Regions from separate parts of the Anser cygnoides genome. Here region 1 is linked to region 2. Evidence: chromatin contacts called from public Hi-C data. All regions are on one chromosome and are shown on one strand. Each heading gives the region's core, a stretch centred on a gene start, on an enhancer-like site or on the middle of the called end of the contact. The rest is flanking DNA. Distances are from core to core; before and after follow the strand shown. Region 1 holds the start of MTBP (MDM2 binding protein). Region 2 holds the start of DSCC1 (DNA replication and sister chromatid cohesion 1).

What was found. A called contact is a pair of places that touch in the nucleus more often than the background predicts.
Region 1: a contact with region 2 is called in a Hi-C map of liver, with 1.7 times the contacts expected there. The contact joins the promoter of MTBP here to the promoter of DSCC1 in region 2. A contact is called at or near these places in 2 of 7 Hi-C or Micro-C datasets (granulosa cells and liver).

What each region holds. Positions count from the first base shown.
Region 1 is chr2:150,240,863-150,245,159 of Taihu_goose_T2T_genome, forward strand. MTBP (MDM2 binding protein) reads left to right here and starts at 2,223. Exons shown (of 22, transcript XM_048048879.2): 1 at 2,223-2,368; 2 at 3,734-3,814. The coding sequence starts at 2,299. MRPL13 (mitochondrial ribosomal protein L13) reads right to left here and starts at 2,241. Exons shown (of 7, transcript XM_048048899.2): 1 at 2,101-2,241. The coding sequence starts at 2,127.
Region 2 is chr2:149,966,882-149,970,959 of Taihu_goose_T2T_genome, forward strand. DSCC1 (DNA replication and sister chromatid cohesion 1) reads right to left here and starts at 1,931. Exons shown (of 9, transcript XM_066990700.1): 1 at 1,644-1,931; 2 at 1-158. The coding sequence starts at 1,816.

The DNA of each region.
Region 1 (4,297 bases), core at 973-3,472, 270 kb after region 2:
TGTATCATAGAATCATAGAATCATCAGGGTTGTAAAAGACCTCCAAGACCACCTGGTCCAACTATCCCCCTACCACCAATGTCACACACTAAACCATGTCCCTAAGCACCACATCCAGCCTTGCCTTAAGCAACCCCAGGGATGGTGACACTACCACTTCCCTGGGCAACCCGTTCCAATGCCCAACTGCTCTTTCTGAGAAGAAATATCTCCTCATTTCCAACCTGAACCTCCCCTGGTGCAACTTGAGGCCATTACCTCTAGTCCTATAATTGTAGCATTGCATGGGGTTGTTGTAACCAAAGTGCAGGACCCAGCACTTAGCCATGCTGAACCTCATCCCACTGGCCTCTGCCCAACGACCCATCCTGTCCAGGTCCCTCTGCAGGGCCTTCCTACCCTCCGGCCGGTCAACACTTCCCCCCAGCTTGGTGTCACCTGCAGACTTACTGAGGGTGCGCTCAATCTCCTCATCCAAATCATCAATAAAAATATTAAAGAGGATGGGCCCCAACACCGACCCCAGGGGAACACCACTGGTGACCAGTTGCCAGCTGGATTTCACTCCGTTCACCACCACTCTCTGGGCCCAGCCATCCCGCCAGTTTTTAACCCAGCAAAGCGTGTACCTGTCCAAGCCATGGGCTGCCAGCTTCTCTAGGAGAATACTACGGGAGACTGTGTCAAAGACCTTGCTGAAGTCTAGGTAGACTACGTCAACAGCCTTCCCACATCCACTGGGCGGGTCACCCGGTCATAGAAGGAGATGAGGTTGGTCAGGCGGGACTTGCCTTTCAGGAATCCATGCTGACTGAGCCTGATCCCCCATTTGTCCCGCATACATTACACGATTGCACTCAAGATGACCTGTTCCATCACCTTTCCTGGCACCGAGGTCAGGCTGACAAGCCTGTAGTTCCCCGGGCTCTCCTTACGACCCTTCTTATAGATGGGTGTCACATTAGCACATCTCCAGTCATACAGAACCTCTCTGGATGACCATGACCGCTGATAGATGATGGAAAGCGGCCCAGCAATCACGTCCGCCAGCTCCCTCAGCACCCTCGGGTGGATGCCATCTGGCCCTATGGACCTGTGACAGTCCAGGTGGAGCAGCAGGTCTCTAACTGCTTCCACGTGAACTGGGGGGAGTCAGCGGGGGAGATCTGCTCTCCATCCCAGACTTCCAGGTTGGGAGGCTGAATACCCCGAGGATAAGTGCTCTGGCTAGTAAAGACAGATGCAAAGAAGGCATTGAGAACCTCAGCCTTTTCCTTATCCTCAGTAGTCACGTTCCCCCCTGCGTTCAGTAAAGGATGGAGATTCTCCTTGGCCCTCCTCTTGCCATTAATATATTTATAAAAGCATTTTTTGTTATCCTTGACCATAGTGGCCAGGTTGAGCTCGTGCTGGGCTTTGGACTTCCTGATTTTTTATTCTCTGCATATGCTGGCAACTGCCTTGTACCCTACCTGAGTTGTCTGCCCCTTCTTCCACCAGACATAAACTCTTTTTTTTTCTCCCAGACACACAGCAAAAGTTCCCTGTTCAGCTATGCCGGTCTTCTTCCCCACCGGCTCATCATACGGGGACAGACTGTTCCTGAGTCTTTAAGACCTCCTGTGCTGCACTTGCTGCTTGAAGTGGTTCATCGAATGGTTTGGGACTGAAGGGACCTTAAAGCCCACCCAGTTCCAACTCCCCTGCCATGGGCAGGGACACCTCCCCCCAGCCCAGGCTGCCCAAAGCCCCATCCAGCCTGGTCTTGAACACCTCCAGGGATAGGGTACCCACAGCGTCTCTGGGCTGCCTGAGAAACACCTAAATACGCTTCTGTGCCTACTAACAACCCTAGCCGCCTTCAGCGGGCAGCCTTTTCCCTCTCAGCCCCCTTTCCTTCCCCAGCAGTCCCACAGCGGGCACTGCCTGTTCCCTCCAGCATCAACCACGACGAGGGGCCGGCCGCGGGGCAGCAGAGCAGTGCCCGGCCATGGCACCCCCTCACCCTCACAAAATGGCGGCCGCCAGCAGCCCGCCGTGACACGGAGGACAGCGCCCACCGCGGTATCCCCTCGCCCAAAGGGCCAGCCCCGCGCTCACCTGGGCAGCCTTGGTGTAACTGGCCATGGCCGCTGCGGCTCAAGGGGAAGGGAAGCGGAGCCCATCGGCGGCGGCCGCCCCGGGAAGCGGAAACGTCGCCCTGCGAGGGGCGGTGCAGGGGCGGGTAGCGCGGGCTGCTCGGAGCCCTGATGGTGGTGGCGGCTCCGTCTCCCTCTCCCTGCCCGTCCTCGGCCGGCCATGGACCGCTACGTGCTGCTCCTCAGCTGGGGAGAGCGCAGGGCTGAGGGCGGTGGGGAGCCCGGAGCAGGTATCGCTGCATCGGGGGGGCGATGCTGAAGAGGGGCTGCCGCCGAGGAGGGGGGGACGCGGGGCACGGCACGAAGCGGGAGCCGCCGCCGTGAGGGCTGGAGACCGGGAATTACCCGCGGTGTGGCTTTCCTAGGGCACGTAGGTGGACTGTGTCTCCTAGAGATGTGATCCTTGAGTTCTTGTGCTTTCACCCGGTTAATCGATGCCCCTGCCTCAAACGTCTCTGGGGTTGTTCTCGAAGGCTTTTTCTTTATGTTTTTTGGTCTGGGGTCTGTGCGCAGGTGGGTTTTCAGGATTATTACCTTGATAAAAATCTTTCAGAACAGAAGACTTTAATGAATTAAGCCTTCAGAAACTTAGATTATTTGAGTTTTGTTACAACGCTGATGTTAGCTAACTAGAAGATTTCAGAGATATCACAGGAGGGTTGAGGCTGGCAGGGCCCTCTGGGGTCCATCTGGTCCCACCCCAGCTCAAGCAGGGACACCCAGAGCAAGGTGCCCAGGTCCACGTCCAGGTGGCTTTTGAAGATCACTAAGGTGGAGACACCACTGCCTCTCTGAGCAACCTGTGTCAGTGCTTGGTCACCTGCACAGCACAGAAGTGCTTCCTGATGTTCAGAGGAACCTCCGGTGTTCCAGTTCATGCCCAATGCCTCTTGTCCTGGCACTGGGCACCACTGAAAAGAGCCTGAGTCTGTCCTCTTTGCACCCTGCCTTCAGCTACTGATATATGGTGATAAGATCTTCCCATAGCCTTTTCTTCTCTAGGTTGAATGGTCCCAGCTGTCTCAGCCTTTCCTTGTAGAAGAGGTGCTCTAGTCCCCTGATCATCTTTGTGCTCCTCCGCTGGATTTTTCCCAGCATGTCCAGGTCTCTGTTGTACTGGGGAGCACTGATCTGGTCACAGCAGTCCTGGTGCAACCTCACCAATGCTGATCACCTCTCTTGACTTGCTGATGATACTTGCCTAGCGCAACCAAGAATACCATTAGCGTTCTTAGCTGCAAAGGCACGCTGCTGGCTCATGGTCAACACAGTGTCCACCAAGACCCTCAGGACCTTTTCTGCCCCCAGCATGTACAGGTGTCCGGGGTTGTTCCTCCCTGGGTGTAGGACTTCGCACTTCTTGCTGAACCTCATGAGGTTCTTGTCAGCCCGTTTCTCCAGCCTGTAAATCTATATACCCAGTAGTTTAACTAGAACTTTATAAAATTAGTCTTTTTAAACTCCTGTAAATCTGTACTTGACACCTTTTTTAAAACTAAACTTTTAACGTTAAACTGAACTTTAAACTGCATTTGTAATAAGCAAGACTTAACTTCCGAAAGTCAGCAAATTTAAGAAAAACTTTTTTTTTCCAGCTGTGACTGCTGCAAATATATATAAACTTCTGAAAGAAAACTGTAATTCATCTATAAATGCAGATGCAAGGACTTTTCCAGGTAAGTATAGTAATATATTCCAAATGTTATCAAGGAATTGGCATAGGCAAATTTATTGTCTGCATGAAACCAATCAGAAACTTGAGAAAATCCAGTTTCTCTTGCTCTTGCTACCGTTTCTATGGAGAACTGATTTTACTTCAGCAGCTCAGTTGTTAGCAGATGATTAAATATACTGGGCACTGGAAATGAAAGACAAGTGTTTTGAAAGGCTGACAAATTTCAATCTATTTTAAGAGCGACTGAGAGCAGAAAAGGGCTTGTTTCTCATGTCAGTGGGAAGCTTGATATTTTCATGCCTACAATTTTTGTTACTCCTGTTCTCTCTTCTAATTTTTTCAGTGGAAGCAATATATATCTGTTGGCTAGCAATTCAGAACCATAAACCATGAGTATTTATTAAATCATTTAATCATCTTAAAATAGATTTCTGAAGATCTGCTTTAGTACTTTTAGTTTAGCTTTTTTAATAATACTGATGCT
Region 2 (4,078 bases), core at 681-3,180:
TAACAGTGCCCGATGCTTCATCTGCATTCAGCTCTTCTGGAGTTTTGCAACCAGGAATAAACAGCAGCATATTTGAGGTATCTGCTATTTTCATGTCGTAAGTTTTATCTTTGCTGCACAACACTGCTTGTTCATCCTTTTCACCACGGATTACCAGGCTAAAAAAAAAAAAAAAAGCACAAAAAAAATAAAGATGTATTTTTACCTCTGTTTCTGGATGAACACCTATTAAACACGTGATTTTTTTTCTTTATATTTAAACATTGGTAAAGCCATTATAAACTACATTTCTATTTGGTAGCAGCAGTCACAATATACCAAAACGTAAAGTTGTAATTGTCATTTTATCTAAAATATCTTAACACTATGTCTTTACCTCTCCTTTTTTGAGTTTTCCCACTCTGAAAGACAGGTATTCAAGGCTTTTACGCAGACCACAGCCTAACCTCCTCACCTGCCTATTCACACAAAATCCCCGAATCATTGAGTTAGTAATGCTTAACAACTGAGCCAGCTCACTAACCTCAGAAAACAGATTATAGCTAGATCTGCTCCTTACTGAGGACAAAGATTAGCCCATTGTGAAACAAAAAGCAAGTAGAAGTTGTCTGTTGGGCAGCGTCCTTCAGATAATTCCCTCAGACAAACTTACATATTTTCTTGCAACTCATTCCAGGCAGCAAACACACACAAAGAAAAACAGAACACATACACACAAAGAAAAAACCAACAACAGAACAACAACAACAACAAATAGACTTCTATAAAATTTCCAGATAAAGAATCTAAAAATCCCCTTCTTCAGCTCACATACTTGACTACATGGAGATTCTTAGCAAGGGCATGATAATACCAAAGCAGGGCCACAGCTCACCTAGGCTACACTGATTTTAAGTGCTCAGTTAATTAAGTGCTCAGTTTCAATTTAATCAATCTGCTAATTTTGATTCCCAAAGCTTGCATGTGTGAACAAAGCCCAGCTATGCCCCGAGTGGTCCCCCAACCACTGGCACCCCAGCCATTGTCCACCCAGCACCGACAGCCTCACTGACGGGCATCTCTGAGGACCTTTTTCTTTAGGGGGAGCTCTAACGTTGTATCATCTAAAACATTTTTACTATATGGCTAGCGTTGCAGTTGATAAATGAAGACATTTTAAAACCATCTCAAAAACTTAATTCTCTGGTGTTAGTGCCGAGGTAGAGGATGTCACAAAACCACCCCAACGTTTGCCAAAGCTTCCCTCACTGGCTTGTTTGTGGGGTTCTGAGGCGCTCTGCCACCTCAGCCCAACCTCAAGCTCCAGCAAGAAGATCTCAAAGTCTGCAGGACTCTTTTTAGGATTTCCAAATTTCTAGGTGTCTGCCTTAGGACGCCTGGCAGGAATCCCTTCAATGTTCCAGCTAAAATCTCAGCAACATTTCTTCCCTAAGCCTACTTTTTCCACATGGAAAGAAAAAAAACAAAAGGTGCAAACACTCCCCAACGAAAGACTCAGAAGATTTAGGAAACATTTGTTATTTCTATTACTAAAGCAGCTACCCTGACCGGACCGGAGGCAGCCCAGGGGCAGAACGCAGCTTACTTTCCCCCCCTTGCCTCCCCCCCCCCCCAACCCCACTCGTTCCAGGGGGAAGCGGTACCTGGCCCCGGCCTCCAGCTGGGCGCAGAGGCCGGGCTCCAGCTGCAGCAGGCAGCACTCCCCGGCGCCGGCCGCCCCCGGCCCGAAGCTGAGGCACTGCGCGGCCGGCAGCAGCTCGGCGGGGCTCAGCTTGGCGGTGCGCAGCGTTGCCTCCACCTCCTCCCGGCTCCGCATGGCGGCCGCCCGCCCGCCCGCCCGCCCGCGCTCGCAGCGGCGAGAGGCGGGAAGCAGCCGGCGCCGTGCGCCCGGTGGTTTGATGCTGTGGTTGTGGCTGAACTGCGTCCGGAGCGATCGGCGGGGCGGGCGGGTCTGAAGGGAAGTCACCTCAACCCACCCAGTATCCTGACTGGTTGCAATAAAATCTCTCTCTATGCCTATAAAATGTCATAAAAATGCATAAAATGTCCTATTTTACCACAGTGTCCGAGGGAAGGCTCGATTCTGTGGGGGAGCAGCTGCCCCGTGGCTCGTTGTCACCCACTCGTGCTCCTTCCCTCATGCTGTGGGGTCTGGTAGCTTGCTGAGGGCAAGCACCCAGTTCTCCTGTGGCCAAGTTGTCCCTCAGGGAAGACCATGACACGCCAAGTTCAGCTCGTGTAACCCTTGTGATTTAAGGTCCAGCTGTGTTTCATGTAGCACGAAGAAAAACCTTAAAGTGTAAGAAAAAAAAAAAAAAAGGGTCAGGAGACAGCTGTTCACCAACACTGGGAACCGGTCCTCTCTGTGGAGCAGCAGAGGCTGACACGTCTCCGCCTGGTCCTTCTGGGCTCAGTGAGGTGTTGCTGCAGGGCATGTTAACGCTGGGCCTGGCAGTGTGCCTCTCCTCACTGGCATTGTGTCCATTAGCTAACTGACTGCTTCACAGAATCACAGAATGGCCGAGGTTGGCAGGGACCTCTGAAGATCATCTGGTCGAACCCCCCTGCCGAGCAGGATCGCCTAGAGCACGTTGTACAGGATGGCATCCAGGCAGGTTTGGGATATCTCCAGAGAAGGAGACTCCACAACCTCACTGGGCAGTCGTTCCAGTGCTCTGTCACCCTCCCAGTGAAGAACTGCCCCCTCACATTCAGCTGGAAATTGTACTCCTTTGTAATCCTGTGTACTCCTACTTTGCATGTTTCTGCCTGCAGAGACTCGCTTTGCTCAGAAAAATTCTGAACCAAATGACCCAGACAATGGGAGAGAGCAAATAGGTTGGGTACACAGCTGGCAGGTATTAATGACTGCTACACGTGACAGAGTTGGACATTGTCTGCCTTCAGAAGGTCCCTTGCTTGAGTAGTGCCAGGGAATTGGGCTTGGAGAAAACTTGCACTGAAATAGCGAGGGAGCTACCTCTATCACCAGCATTGTTGCTCATTCACAAACTCAGCCATCTATCATATTTTCATGCTATATTTCAGGGGACCATGGTAGTCAAGTCATTGTGTACATATAAAACCTGAGGCACTTTAGCTTACGTTGGTTTCTAGTAATGCGTAGGTGCAAGCTGGTATGTGTACAGTCTTACTTCAGTTTCATAGAATCACAGAATGGTTTGGGTTGGAAGGGACCTCAAAGACCACCCAGTTCCAACCCCCTGCCAGGGGCAGGGATGCCACCCACTGGATCAGGTTGCTCAGGGCCTCATCCAACCTGGTCTTGAACACCTCCAGGGATGGGGCATCCACAACCTCTCTGGGCAACCTGGTCTAGTGCCTCACCACCCTCTGATTGAAGAATTTCCTCCAAACCTCTAATCTAAATCTCCCCCATTACATCTTGCTTCAGTATAAGTCTGTTCTTACACACCTCTAAGCTAAACCAGAAAATCACTGTTCTACCACGTAAATGCTCACACAGTCACTAACTGTTTAAATAGCTGTTCAGTTAAGTTGGTTTTAATTTATACCTTAATCTGTGTAATTTTTTCAATTAACTTGCATGCCCATTTCTTCTTCTTTTTACTTTCCACTCTGTGGAATAATAATAATAATAATAATAATAATAATAATAATAAAGATTCAAGAGAAATCAAGGAACTGAATCTAACATACAAATTTATGGAGTTTGCATATTTGAATTACAAACATTTTTTTTTTTAAGTTTGAACTCCTAAAGTTCATTTCTTGAAACAAAGATGAATCAGCTAATGAATGTGGATTGCAGAGAGAATGAGGAGACACTGAACAGTCAATGTTGCTGTCAATTGATAAGAAAATGCACATTATGCTAAGGGAGCTTGGTAGGATCCTGAAATTATTTTATAACAGTCCTGTGGGATTATTGACTTGCTCTGGAGTTGCTGCAGCTTAAATGAGTGCTATTTTCAGTTTGAGGTGTTATGGTGAGCTGAAACTGTCAAGATCCAGGAGCATGGAACATATGGCCAGATGATCTTGAAGGTCTTTCCCAACCTTAATGATTTTATGATTATGATATTACAAGCAGAGG